Linked DNA regions of Mus musculus: all the other regions are linked to region 2. A link is a contact called in public Hi-C and HiChIP or PLAC-seq data. All regions are on one chromosome and are shown on one strand. Each heading gives the region's core, a stretch centred on a gene start, on an enhancer-like site or on the middle of the called end of the contact. The rest is flanking DNA. Distances are from core to core; before and after follow the strand shown. Region 1 holds the start of Mfn2 (mitofusin 2). Region 2 has its middle 22 kb from the start of Nppb. Region 3 holds the start of Nppa (natriuretic peptide type A).

What was found. A called contact is a pair of places that touch in the nucleus more often than the background predicts. HiChIP or PLAC-seq counts read pairs in DNA pulled down with a chosen protein or histone mark.
Region 1: an H3K27ac HiChIP or PLAC-seq map of heart atrium shows a contact between it and region 2, with 6 read pairs. The contact joins the promoter of Mfn2 here to the enhancer-like site in region 2. A contact is called at or near these places in 2 of 39 promoter capture datasets (the HPC-7 cell line and cranial neural crest), 2 of 15 datasets of contacts at CTCF or cohesin (CD8 T cells and embryonic stem cells), 17 of 484 Hi-C or Micro-C datasets (B cells, ECoMG-derived neutrophils, the HL-1 cell line and 8 more), 7 of 115 datasets of contacts at active chromatin or transcription factors (bone marrow-derived macrophages, double positive thymocytes, embryonic stem cells and 2 more) and 4 of 9 other capture datasets (adipose tissue, embryonic stem cells, liver and 1 more).
Region 3: a Hi-C map of cardiomyocytes shows a contact between it and region 2, with 4 times the contacts expected there. The contact joins the promoter of Nppa here to the enhancer-like site in region 2. A contact is called at or near these places in 28 of 39 promoter capture datasets (the 3T3-L1 cell line, 3T3-L1-derived adipocytes, the C10 cell line and 16 more), 8 of 15 datasets of contacts at CTCF or cohesin (CD8 T cells, the NIH/3T3 cell line, embryonic stem cells and 3 more), 202 of 484 Hi-C or Micro-C datasets (the 3T3-L1 cell line, 3T3-L1-derived adipocytes, the 4T1 cell line and 91 more), 27 of 115 datasets of contacts at active chromatin or transcription factors (the 230-238 cell line, the HL-1 cell line, the HPC-7 cell line and 17 more) and 6 of 9 other capture datasets (adipose tissue, embryonic stem cells, embryonic trunk and 3 more).

The regions. Positions count from the first base shown.
Region 1 is chr4:147,902,828-147,907,491 of GRCm38.p6, reverse strand. It overlaps Mfn2 (mitofusin 2), which reads left to right and starts at 2,583. Exons shown (of 19, transcript NM_133201.3): 1 at 2,583-2,834; 2 at 3,995-4,137.
Region 2 is chr4:147,961,565-147,966,001 of GRCm38.p6, reverse strand. No RefSeq gene overlaps it. Among named protein-coding and RNA genes, the nearest start is that of Nppb, 22 kb to the left of the region's middle. Within about 2 kb of position 2,966, at least 12 of the 459 cell types and tissues checked have an H3K27ac peak or open chromatin away from gene starts, as enhancers often do. A contact at or near this core is called in the AtT-20 cell line, the HL-1 cell line, the N1E-115 cell line and 4 more, where this site is marked.
Region 3 is chr4:147,998,039-148,002,819 of GRCm38.p6, reverse strand. Nppa (natriuretic peptide type A) reads right to left here and starts at 2,098. Exons shown (of 3, transcript NM_008725.3): 1 at 1,866-2,098; 2 at 1,436-1,762; 3 at 746-1,045. The coding sequence starts at 1,985. The coding sequence ends at 1,034.

The sequences.
Region 1 (4,664 bases), core at 1,334-3,833, 58 kb after region 2:
CTTCACAAGCTTGCCTACAGACCGATCTTATGGAGGTATTTTCTCTACAGATTTACCCTATTCAGATGAGTCTATCTTGTGTCAAGTAGACAAACAACCCCAAAACTGACCAGCACAGATATCAAACACATTCAGACCATAGAAGTAGGTGAAAGGAGTTAGTACTCCAGTTGGAAACAACCAGTCATTCAGGAATTGTGTACATTGAGGCTGGTGAGTCGGCTCATCCGGCAGTCACCTGAACAAACCTGATGCCCTGAGTTTGATTCCCAGAACTGCCATGTAAAGGGTAGAAAGAACTGACTCCACACATGTACCCCCTACATACATCATTCGCGAGTGTGCACGCACACACTAATAATAAAAATTAAAAACAATGTATGCCTTGTAGAGGATTCTTGAGTTTTGTTCATTTGTGGCAAAGTTTCCTGTGTAATCCAGGCTGGCCTCTCACCTGTGATCCTCCTGCCTCAACCCCTGAGTACTGGGATGACTGACATGAACCGTCATGTCCTGTCCAGGGTTGTTTCTAATAGTGACCATTTTCTGGTATGTGCAATTCATATACACAGTGGAAAAGTCGATCAAAACAGGAATAACTGACATAAGAAAAGCCCCCTGCAGTTGAACCCCAGTACTCGCTAGACCCATTTCTAGTGGCAGTCTGCAGTACTGGAGGAACCTTGCCATTGAGGGGTTAAAGGAAGAGCCTCACAGTTTGGAGTTCTGGTTTAGGCAAGCCCAAGTGGAATGTAAGATTAGAAGCCTGGGAATGGGCTCAGAAGTTCCCTCTTCTGTCCAGGTTGGGATGGGAGCCTAGGCCAAAGCTTTCAGGGAGGCTACAGCAGAGGCAGAATGGACAGGAGAGAGTTTGGGAAAGCTCCTCCAAGCCTCTGGCTTGAGTAAGATTCTGCCAAAGGGAAAGGAAACAGTCTTCAGTTTTGTACTCAAAGAATTCCCTGGGGAGGCTGGAGATGATGGAGGAGGAGATACTTAGCGCACACTATACCCCAAGGCAAGTGCTGGGTGTGTCTCTCCAGTTCAGAGTCAGATGTTCCAGACAAGAAGCTGCCCTATGGGCAGTGACTACAGGCCAGCTCCCATGACTCACCTCTCTGGAGACTCGTAACCGGCGTGCTGATTTACCTCTGAGGCTGTTTGTGGCATGACTGTACCCTGGCTATAGGGCAGTGCCAATCGGTAGAAAGCATAACATGGCAGCTAGGTGTGTCAGTGAGATGACTACAGTCCTAGCCCTTGGGAGGCAGAGTAAAAAGATCATCAATTCAAGGCTGGTTTGGGCTACATAGTGGGAAGCCTGCCCCCAAACAAACAAAAGCAAGGTCGCATGGGCCACAGACACAGTTAAAATATTCAGCTAGCCATATTATCTGCTTTTAAATACTTGGCTTGTTGTTTTTATTTAATGTGTATGGGATGCTGCCTGCATGTATGGAAGTGTATCAGAAGTGTGCCTGGTTCCCCCTGGAAGACAGAGAGGACACTGGATCCCCTGAATTGTAGTTACCGATGTGAGCTAACATGTAGGTGTTGGGTCCTCTGTAAAAGCCATCTCTCTAGGCCCCAACCATATTCATTTATCGTGTGTGGTTGATGTACACGTGCCCTGGCTCTTGTACGGAGGTTAGAGGACAACATTTTATGAGCAGGTTCTTTCCTTCCACCGTGTGGGTTCCTGGAGATGGAACTCAAGCTGTCAGGCTTGGTAGCAGCCATTTATACCTACTGAGCCTTTTTTGTGACCGCCACTATTAGCTCTACTTTTAGAAGTAAGAAGAAACGGGGTGGGGGGGGCGATTTAATTAAGATAATGTATTTCATTTAGCCCAGTTTATCCAAAGCTATAACAACACATCAATATAAAATTACTAATAAGGTAGTTTGCATTTCTTTTTATATTAAACATTGGGGCATTTCTCAGTTTGTAGCAGCTGCATTTCAGGGTCTCAGTAGCTACAAGTGGCTGGTGGGTGTTACTACAGAGCCCAGGCTTGGAGCCCTCCCAGCTTGGGGTCCAATGCAGTATCCCAGTTCTTGGAACAAAATGAGGGGCCAGTGAATGGCATGTGAGGTTGGATAATCATGTCCTGAATGTCCTGGGACTGAGTGAAAATTAAAAACTGCATGTTAGATAGCCAGTGCAATGACTGTCACCTAGTAGCTGCCTGATGCGTTGTGGCTGCTGTTTAGTTGCCTCAAAGGCAACTGAAGGACAATTACTTCACCCTAACGGTCTGTTTGTTCCCTTTGAAGACACTCGGATTATGAAATGCGAGTCTGGATTTCAAAACTGACAGGTGTTATACAGGGTCAAATTCTGGAGCAGCAACAACAAAAAAGGCGCAACAACAAAAAAGGCGCACGCAAACCTCTAATCGGTACCCTTGTCGTGTCCTGCCCGCTCCCCTCCCCGCCGTCCACCCTCTCCCCTCCCCCAACCCCCGTCCCGTTCTCCCACCCCTCCAACCCCTGCTTGACAGCTCGAGGCTCCGCCCTACCCCACCCTGACGGACGCTGATCCAAACTACAACTCCCATGACGCGCTGGGAGCCCCACCCTACAGCTTACGTCATCTGCACGAGACACGGGACGGTTACCAGGCACGCGGGGGCTCCTTTTGGAGCGCGGAGTTCCTAGACACTGTGGTATAGGAGTGGTAAGGTTGAGGTGACAGCGTTCAGAGGCCATCGGCTCGTCCGGGCTGCAGCGGGGCGAGTGACGAGCGCAGCCCCCTCCCCTCCCGCTTCTCTCGGTGTGGCGCCGGCTAGTGACGTGTTGGGTGTGATGGCCGCCGCGAGGCCGGGAAGGTGAAGGTGAGAGGGCGAGCGCGCCGGGGTGGTGGAACCGGCAGGCCCGGGCCGGGAGAGTCCTGAGCCACCCGGCTTAGGACGCTGGGCCTCTGGGGCCTCTGGGCCTCGGGCTCAGGCTCGGGTCACACGGGCGTTTCCCCTGCTGCGGCCTCGCCGTCAAGCCCTGCTCGGCTCTGAGGAGGGGGCGGGCCACCGGACTGAAGGCTGGGAGGTGGGCTCCTCCTCGCAGCTCCCCACACCCTGATGTCTCAGCCCTGTGATCTCCATTCAAGGTCCCTGACCCATTCCCGGTTTTCATCCAGTACTTTTCTTTTTTTGCCAGCATTTTTTTTTTTTCAGCACCCGGTTCACTGTACCCCACTTACGGTGGAAGTCTTTTTACTTATATGCCTTTTCATTGCACCGTTAAGACTCTGAGGGTTGGAGCTATTCTTAATCCGTCCCTGACCCTAGCACCTAACACATTGAAAGGCCACAGTGAATACTGAAAAAGATAGCTGTTTGGAAGGAGAAAGGCAACACTACTGGCCTCCATCTCTTGTAGTACTTTTCTATCCTGTTTTCTAGCTTTGCCAATCATCTCTCCCTTCGTCAGAAAAGGACTCTTGATTGTCCCCTTTTTGTCTTAGGTAGGAAAACACAAGTGAGCTTTGGAGTCACAGCTAGTGTAGTTTGGTGTCTAGCTTGGCTGCTTGGCTCTATACATCTTCCTAGTACTGTAGAGACCAAGTTTGCTCCATAGACTTGAGAATGGAAGGAGAGACTTTACAGTAGCAGGGATACTCTGGCCTTTGTCAGGTCTATTTTTCTTCCTCTCCTCTCCACTCCCCTTCCACTTCTAGTTGGCAGTTCCCCAGTCCTGAAGGCCAGGCCTTGGCCTGATTCAGCTCCCTTCTCTCTCTGGCTGTGTCTTAGCGAGGACCTCTTTGGTGCCTTGCATTAGCACATGGCTTAATATATTAGCACACGGCTAATGTGTTTGTCTCATTGTCATTGTTATTGTCTCCTCCCCCTCCACACACACACTTCCTCACCTGCTTCCTCAACACCGCAATGAGTAAGCTTCCCTCAGGGATGAGTTAGTTTGGCTTTAACACCTGATTAAACATATTTTGCATTTTCTTTCCTGGTGGCCCAGTGACCTCTGCCTTTTTCCTTTCCAGAAGCTTGGACAGGTGGAGTCAACACCATCAGGGGCCAACCTGGACCTGAATCAGCACAGAGGAGACCTCGAGTCCTTTTCATCTTTCTGACTCCAGCCATGTCCACGATGCCCAACCTGTGAAGGTCTCTTACCAGCTAGAAAGTAAGTGAGAGCTGTGGTTTGGCCACCATGGATCTAGATGAAGAGCAAAAGGGTGTGTTCTGCTGGCTCTCGGCTGGCGAGTCTCTCGGAGTGGATCCTGGAGCACAGAGCTCGTGGCTTCCAACTTGTGTCGGAAGGAGCTGCTGTATCTCCTTTCTGCTTCCACGGGGATTTCACTGGTTGACAGTTCAAAGCATGGCCAGGATCTGTCCCTCTCCTCCTTGTTTGTTTGTCCCTGTGCTGGCTCCTTTCCGTCTCTGCTTGGCAGGGGTTGGATTCTTATCATGGCTCCAAGAGTCTGCTGTGCCCTTTACCCTCTGTACTCTTTCGTTTCAATTTCTCAGCTTCTCCTCTGTTCCAGTTGTACAACAGACGATCTCTGGACCCGTTTTGTTTTCTCTGCTAGGAGTTGCTGCATATAAACTGGGTAAGGAGGTGGTGTGGATTCAGGGAGCCACACCTGAGATCCAGGCACCTTGCACTGATTTTTGCTACTGCTGTGCAAACACCTAATACTCCTCCACTAA
Region 2 (4,437 bases), core at 1,717-4,216:
AGTCACATGGACAGGTCACAGGCAGAGAGTGAAGTGCTGTCAGCAGCTGTAACACGTTCCTGGAATTCTTCGGCCCACTACCCACGTGGAACCCAGAGGAGCCTGCAAGTGCTTGGACAAGAGTCAGAGCTGCAGTCACAGTCAGACAGGAAGGAAAGAACGGGCAAAGTGCTCTGTGCAGGTGACAGGTACGTGCACACATTGGCATTGCCACTCTCCCATGTCCTGCTTAAGCAGACACCACTCATGGAGCCCAGAGTAGGCCTCTACCCACCCCATGCCCCAGTGCAGGGTGCAGTCACTGTGTTTGCCAGCCCTGGTGGGTAAAGAGTACCCCTGGGGATGAGGGTCCCTGGAAGATGCTAGGGAAGAGCTGAGCTCAGCAAAAACTACGGACACCCACAGGAGTTCTGTACCCTACTGGAAGAAGGGGACCCAAAAGGTCTCTGCTCTCCAGGAGTCTAAGTCAGGAAAGACCAGCAGGTGTGTGGTGATCCCTGCACCCAAGAGTGTAAAGAGAAGTGGCCTGTCAGCTCGGGCTACAGAGTGAGTCCAAGCATGGATTATTACCCCCACCTCCCCTCCACACACATACACACACAGAATAGACCAATAATTTTTGTTGGTGGTGTTTTTTTTACTAGGATGATGGTAAAGGCTGGCTTTCACACCTGACCACCCAAACCCAGAAGCCAGTGGTAGAAAATAAAAATTAAAAAATCTCCCCAAAACAGTAAAGTTAAAAGCCCCAAGGTATGTAACGAAGAAAACAGGAAGTTATCTCTAGAAGAGGCAGGCCATTAGCCGGCTGCAGAGATCTGGCGTCTATTGATTATAATGAAAAAGGAAATTGAACTTTAAAAAAATATATATTTACTTATTTTTTGTGTATAAGTGTTTTTGCCTGCATGTGTGTATAGGTACCACATGCATTCAGTGGTCATAGAGAGCAGAGTATACCAGATCTCTGGAACTGCACATAACTAGAGTTAGAGACAACTATGAAAAAGAAAAGAAAAGAAAAGAAAAGAAAAGAAAAGAAAAGAAAAGAAAAGAAAAGAAAAGAAAAGAAAAGAAAAGAAAAGAAGAGGAGAGGAGAGGAGAGGAGAGGAGAGGAGAAGAGAGGAAAAGGAAAGGAAAGGAAAGGAAAGAAAAGAAAAGAAAAGAAAAGAAAAGAAAAGAAAAGAAAAGAAAAGAAAAGAAAAGAAAAGAAAAGAGCCGGGCAGTGGTGGCACACGCCTTTAATCCCAGCACTTGGGAGGCAGAGGCAGGTGGATCTCTGAGTTCGAGGCCAGCCTGGTCTACAGAGTGAGTTCCAGGACAGCCAGGACTACACAGAGAAACCCTGTCTTGAAAAAACAAAAAGCAAAAAAAAAAAAAAAACAAACAAACAAAGACAACTATGAGCTGCCATGTGGGTGCTAGGAATCGAACCCAGATCCTCTGCAAGAGCAGCCTTAGCCACTGGAACCCACCACTCCAGACACGAAGGAGGTATATTTTAGTTGAGTAAGATATACGAAGACAGGAGTGGGAGAGCTACAGGCATTCCCTGGTCAAAGGTGGGCTGGTAATCAGAGCTGTCTATGGTTCTGGGCCTGGATAGGCTGAGAAGAGCTGTTTCAAGCAGCCGAGCCAAGAGCTGTGTGTCTCATCCTGGAAGGTGGCTTCATAAGGACTTCTGCACCATCCATGATCCCTGAGGTGTCTGTGCCGTGAATCTGAATGGAGAAGGGATAAACTAGGACTCTTGTGTGACAGAGGTGAAGATCTAGGCCAGCCAGGCCAGGGATCCTAGGCCCTTCCTGGTTTATCTCCCAGGCCAAACCACCAGGTTCCAAGATGGCTGCCTCTTCCAAGCATCCTCCTCTCCCACTCTTAAACTGAGAATGGAACAGAAAGCACAGAGGACAATCAAAAAAGAAAAGGCACAGCCCAGAAGGTCAGCCCTACACGGACAGCAGCTCTGCCTGCTTGCCTTTCCTGGCTTGGTGTACACGGGAAGTGGTTGGAAACAGCCCCAGAGCTGGCTCGGGGAGAGGTCCCCATGACCACCACGTGACCATAAGGGAGGTGGAGGGTCCCATTGGTCCTGCTGACCTCATTGCCCAGGATCGCCGGAGCGCTTCCTGGGGTCACATTCCGCGCTGAAGAGCCCCTCTCTTAGACCTCGGTTGGTGCTAATGTCTTTTTAGGAACCAAGGCTCTAATTTTAGTGTTCCGGCCTTTGACACCTTCTCGAAATAGCTCCCTGGTTTCACTCCTATCCCTGCCTCTTCCTTGGAGGAGGTGAACCCCCTGCGCGTCCCTGTGATCCCAGTTGGTGTGCAGTCTCCAGACCATGTATGGGTTTCGGTGTGGCAAGTTCTGTCCCTGCCGTGTTTATGAAGCTGGATGAAGAGGACATGTTTTTGGCCAAGGGCAGCAACTGGCACCATGAGAAGACCTCCTCCAGCCATCATGGCCTGGCCTTAGTGAGTGTTTCCTCCCCTCTTCCTCCCTGCCAAATTCCATGGTCAGGCAAGACACAAATTCAGGTCCCCAGACCCTAGACATCAGGGCTGCCTAAACAAACTCATATTAATCTGTAGGAGTTGGGTGTGAGTGGACTACTTGAACTAGGGAGAAGGTGCCCCTACCCCTACCCCCCCCCCCATCTTTTTCTGTGCTTTTTCTCTATCTCCCACATAGTGGCTCACCGAGCCTGAGTCCTTGCTTAGGTGCCAGCTGCTTCTTGTACAAGATTTGATTCAATTCTCTCAAGTGTTTAAAATTGTCCCCGAGGTCGCACAGAAGCCAAGGAATGAATCTAAATTCAGGAAATACGGCTCCCAGCCATTTGCGGGTCACATGGGACTGATTTTTTTTTTTTAATCCTTGCAATTTTCTTCCAGCTGTCTTCGTCTCAGCCCCTCCACAGAACACTCTATAGCACAAAGCAGCCCAGAAGGGTGGACTGAGGTCATAGCCCAAACTCTCAGCTGCACGGTTATAAGCTAAAGTGGCATTCCCAGAAGAAGGAGGTGGCTTAGCCAGGAAGTGACGGATCTGAGAGACAGTCACGTGCAAGGCCAGCCACATCCTGGCAAAGGAGGTGCTTCCAGGAGATGGCTAGTGGGGAGCAGCCCTGATCCCTAGGTAATCAAGACCTCCCACCTCCCCACCCCTGCTTTTGCAGTCTTGGGAATAGAAACAGACACCTTGAGCAGGCTGGACAGTCACTCCACCACTGAGACACATGTGTAGCCCAGGAAAAGCTCCCTAAGTGGAATGATGGTTGCTGGAAACGTGGTGATTGAGCAGCTCTCGGGATCGCAGCCCATGAGGGCTCAAGCTCTTCTGGGCAATGGATGCATTACCAAGAAGAGAAGCTAGACTGGGCCTTGCAGGTTCTTCTTCTGCAGTCAGAGGTCAAACCCCACTTGGAAGGGCTCCCCAGTGGGCAGTGAAGCACCCTCCTGGGGCCTCTCCAGCAGGGCTCCTGCCTTGCCACCCGGGAGACTGACCAGAGGGTCATGATAAGCAGAGTAGGGAAAGACAGAGTGGAAGGGGGTGAGAGGAGAGGTCAGATTCCCATCCCTGCTGGTCCACTCTACTTTACCAGAGGAAAGCATGGTTCTGGGCTTTAGGAAGCTCCTTTATTTCAAACCACTGGCTTTTGACACCCAGGACAGACCTTGTAGTTTATTCTTGGAGAGGATAATGGCTCTTCTGTAAGAAGTCAGGGCCCAGCAGATCCACAAGTGCTTCCCAGTCTCCTGAGCTGGCTCTCAGCACCAGGAGAGTTGGAGAAAGCAAGCGAACACTGAAGTAGAGAGGTCAGAAGGGAATCATGGCAAGGGTAGAGCCTAGCTCTAGGGGACTGCAGCTCAAACACGCCCACATCCAGGGATCCTGCAGCGAGTGATGCCAACCAGTGGCAGATAGCACCTCAGAGCCAGCTGGGGGTATTGCAGGCATAGCAGAACACTGGGGCCCAAAGTGCTCAGAGGGCAGGAGGAGTATCTCTCAGGGGAATGGGACCGTTTTGCCAGATACAGCAGTAGAACAAAGGTATTATGGAACGCTTAAAATGGTTTTCTGGAAAACTCTGATTTTGAAATGATACTAAAAGGTTGAGGTCTGGGTGTGGCTCCACGGGAGAGCATTTAACTTAGCACACAAGGACTCAGGTTCCCTCTTCATCACTAGAAGGATGACAGCAAGAACAGAAATGTAAATGTTAAGTTTTCTAAATAAACATGTCTGCAACCGTGCCCAGCTGTGGTGAGAGATGGGAGGCAGCCCAAATGAATGTTATGCCTTTCTTGTTTAAAAAGGATATTGTCAGGCTGGAGATATGGCTCAGCGGTTAAGAGTACTGACTGCTCTTCCAGAGGTCCTGAGTTCAATTCCCAGCAACCATATGGTGGCTCACAACCATCTGTAATGGGATCT
Region 3 (4,781 bases), core at 849-3,348, 38 kb before region 2:
AACACTGCACCTTAGCCAGACTTGGTAATGTAGCAAGGCAGGTCTCCTAGAGTCTGAGGCCAGCCAAAGCTACATAAACTAAAAGTAAATAAGGTACTGCATGTTTCCTGGTGGTTCTCTCCTCCACGCAACGTACAAGTTGAAGCTCCACAGTCCTGTGTTAGGGAGATTGTGGCTATTTTCAAATGCCTCTGGCTCCCTGAGTTTGATCTCCAGCACCGAGTGATACACGTGGATAGGTGGTGACGCAGCAGTGGGGTAGCCCACAAATCGTTTGAACTGGCCACCCATCAGCCTGTAAACCTTCCTCCTCTCAGCTGCTTAACCCACCCTCCATTCACACTTGCCCATACTCAGAGAGTGAAATTCACATGGTCACAGCAGCTGGCACTCTGTAACAGATCTGGGCAGTTTCTGGTTCTCTAAATGCCCCTTAAAGCCACCCAGGCTCTAACCAGAAAGGAATGCTTGAAACTTCTGAGCAGAGATGTCATTACCTGTCCTCAGGAAAAGGTGTGTTCGTGTTCCCTTTTCATGAATTAAAAATAAATGCCCTTTTCAGCCTGGGTGGACTTTCCCGGGTTCTGTGATGGAGGCAGAGCATTTTGAGGACTATGACGTGAGGCTCCCCCCCCACACACACACACACAGCAAGAAGAGGGAGGGAAGGAGGGAGAAATGAGGGATCAAGGCTGGGGAGAGCAAAGAACTGAGGGCAGAAGCCAAAGAAGCACATCAGGGCCTCGGCGTCTGTCCTTGGTGCTGAAGTTTATTCTTTTTTTTTTTTTCCAACTGCTTTCTGAAAAGGGTGAGGATCTACCTTAATATGCAGAGTGGGAGAGGCAAGACCCCACTAGACCACTCATCTACATTTAACATCGATCGTGATAGATGAAGGCAGGAAGCCGCAGCTCCAGGAGGGTGTTCACCACGCCACAGTGGCAATGTGACCAAGCTGCGTGACACACCACAAGGGCTTAGGATCTTTTGCGATCTGCTCAAGCAGAATCGACTGCCTTTTCCTCCTTGGCTGTTATCTTCGGTACTACAAAGAGAAAAATATACTGGCTTGATGATCTGCCTTTACTGGGCTAAATTGTTCCACTTGAACAGCGATCAACTATTTCCCACAAGCCACAGTCTAGCCTCTGTGATTAAACCGGCAAGCAAGGCACTGGTAAGCATTAATGAGGCAGTCTTGGCCCTGTATTCTAACTCCCCAGTGCTTGTGGCTCAGACCCTGCAGCAGCTGTTGTCATTGTCTTGAAACTCAAGGGACACCCATCGTAGTGAGGAAGAACTCACAGAGAAAATGATACATGCATCAGGCTCTCAGCTGCCAAAGATGCTCCCTGGTAGTGTCCCTTGGCAAGGTTTGAGCCCTAACAAGACCCCACCTGACCTCTATCCCATTTCCATCCACAGCTCCTCTTACCCGGAAGCTGTTGCAGCCTAGTCCACTCTGGGCTCCAATCCTGTCAATCCTACCCCCGAAGCAGCTGGATCTTCGTAGGCTCCGAGGGCCAGCGAGCAGAGCCCTCAGTTTGCTTTTCAAGAGGGCAGATCTATCGGAGGGGTCCCAGGGGCTGCGCCCTAGAGCACTGCCGTCTCTCAGAGGTGGGTTGACCTCCCCAGTCCAGGGAGGCACCTCGGGGAGGGAGCTAAGTGCGGCCCCTGCTTCCTCAGTCTGCTCACTCAGGGCCTGCGGGGGCATGACCTCATCTTCTACCGGCATCTTCTCCTCCAGGTGGTCTAGCAGGTTCTTTATAAAGGCAAAATAAATACAGAGAAAGGGGACGTCTCAGGAATGGACCCAGTACCAAAGAGACCCTGGTCCCAGTCTGTGTCCCACTTCCTGGCCCTACCTTGAAATCCATCAGATCTGTGTTGGACACCGCACTGTACACAGGATTTGCTCCAATATGGCCTGGAAGCCAAAAGGCCAAGACGAGGAAGAAGCCCAGGGTGATGGAGAAGGAGCCCATGCTGGCGTGGGTCGGGGCACGATCTGATGTTTGCTGTCTCTGCCCACTCTGGTTTCTTTCTCTCTCTCTCTCAGCTTTTGTCCGTCACTGTCTCCTAGCTGCCAGCATCTCCCGTTTTTATAGCCCCCCAGCTCTTTGAGAAGGCAGGGGGGCTAGAACCCTCCCCATTCTGTCACTTGCAGCGATAAAGCGATGGAGTGAGGAGCCAGCAGAAGATGCCCTTTTAAAGTTATCAGTTCGGCAAAGCTTGTCACGGCCCCTTTGCCTTGAGCAGCTCCACTCACCCCCCTCCCCCAGACCCTCAGCTGCAAGAGTCACATTCTTGCTGATTTGCCTCAAGAGGCCCCCACTTCAAAGGTGTGAGAGGAGCAGAAAAGAGTCCTTGGTTATCTTCCTGGGCGCTCGCCTCAGGATTCTTTCTCCCTGGCAACAGGACCCATGCAGGGAAGCAGAGGGTGACGGCTGGCCTGCACCCAGCTCCCCCTGCTTGCTGCTCAGCTGTCAGGGGCTCCAAATAAGGGCGGGAGAGGAGGCAATGACAGGCAGCTGGGAGGCCAGCTAGGCTGGCCAGGGAGTACACATGCTGGAGCTAGCTTCACACCTGATTCATCGGCCTCGTGGGTGGACCTCTGGCCCCAGACAGCCCACCCCCACCCTAGATGTCCCTGTTAGCAGTCAGGTGAAAGAGCTATTATTTTTTTTTTAGAGTATGAAGTCAGCCAGGAAGCCAACATGATACAGGCTCTAAAGAATTCAGCTACACGTGTAAACACCAAGGGATGTTAGAAGAGCATATTTCCTCTAAAGTTTATTTTTACTGCCTCCCAAGACTCGTGTCCAAGGTGCCAACAGGATGGGTTTGGAGGATGAAACCACTTTTCTTCTTTCCAAAGCCCAGACTCTGAGCATGAAATATGTGGTGGTCCCACCCTTCCCAGGGAAATAGAAGGAGGAGGTAAGGGATTGAGGGGGGGACACATACACCATTCTCCATAATGTCCTTCATGACCTTTGAGACCAAGGAAGTGAGCCATGAATTCTTCTGGCAGCCTCAGGAGCATGAGCAGGCAGTCCACCTTTAACAAGTGGTCTCCACACCCCAGTGTAGCCATTTTCGACATATGTATGCTTTGTGTGTGTGATAAGTGTGTGCATTTTCTGCTGCTCTCTGCTTTCTGACCGTCTTAATGGGCTATTGGAAGACTTCCACGCCCATTGACCCTGTGGCTGCCTGGTGGAGTTGTCATGTGGCTGGAAGTCACAAGAGGTGTCTGCGGTGATGTTTTCTCTAAGATAGAAAAAGAGAGCCCTTTGAGAAAGCTGGGGGTTGTAGGCAACCAATTTGGGTTGGCCAATCTCTCCTTGAAGTCTGAAATCTGTGCAAGTTCACACTGTCGCCTCCGGATGAGTCCCTGGGATGCGCTCACTGCTTAATTGTGTGCCTGGGGATTATTATTAGCAGAGAGGACTAGGCGAGCAGCCCTACTGGGGGAACTCGGGCTCCTTGCTGTGTGTGTCACATGACCTACCTCCTGGAGATGGTCTTTGAGTTGGGCAAAGACTTGAAGAACGGCTGAGGCGGGTGGCCTCAGACAAGTGCTGTTGCTTTTCTGTTCTGAGCCACATCTGAAGTCTCTATGTGGCCCTAGGAGAGCTATGATCCTGACCAGTGCCCCAGGAGTGCAATTTCAAGGTTTGCCCATCTTTTTTTGGCTAGAGTCAACTTTCCAGGGTGGAACTGGAGGGGACGTGAATGTCATCCACTGAGACTCTGTGACCTCAGGGTTTCCTTGAGGGGCAGGGGCAAAAGATGCTCTGCTGTGATGCTCTGCATGCTCTCCGTACCTCAGTGCCGCCATGTCCAACACAGTGTATAATACTGTGTCTGACAAGTGGTGGAGCCCATCACCCACTCAGCCCAGTCCTCTAGAAGCCTTTGATTTGAGCACCAATCGGAAGGCAACCCAATGTGAAGTTTCTCTCCATATCTCTAGTCCTGCTCTGCTTTGGGGTACCTTCCTGAGATGTCCAGAAGCCAGCCAGCCTTAGCTTTAGGAATGATAAAAAGAAAAGCAATAGGTAGGGCTGGGTGTATGCTTGATCTCCCAAGCAGGAGGACCTGAGGCCGAGTCCTCGGCATCATTCATAGACCCAGGCAGGGATGCTGGCACAGCATGCAATGCTGGGAGACGAAGACATGAGACTCTCTGGAACTTGCTGCCTGCCAGCCTAGCCCGCCCAAACAAACAAACAAACAAAAAATAACTTCAGGTTCAGTGAGAGACCTCACTTCTAGCAATGATTCTCAGCCTTCAATGCAGTTCCTCGGGTTGCAGTGACCTCCAACTTTAAAATTACTTTGCAGCTACTCCATAACTAATTTTGCTACCATTACGAGTCACACTGCAAATATCTGATACGCAGGATATCTGATATGTGACCTCTGTGAAAGGGTCATTCAACCCAAACATCAAAGGGGTCGTGACAGCAAAGGGGTTGGCCCATTGCGTTATGGGAGTATGGCAGAGAGGGTTAGAACGGGACACTTAATGTCCTCCTCTGGCTTCCCCATGTGCTGGGTGCACACATGTGCACATACATCATGTATGCATACACACAAGAAATTTAAAAAATTAAGTTAAAAAAGAAATGTAAAAGACATGGAAAGGCCCACCCTCTTGGGCCCAAAGCCTCTCCATGCTCACTTCAGGGAAGAAGTCACCTCAGCCAATGGTGGGCAGAACGAACTTTCTATATAGGAATCCGGGGTCTAGAATTCTGGTCTGTACAGTTTGT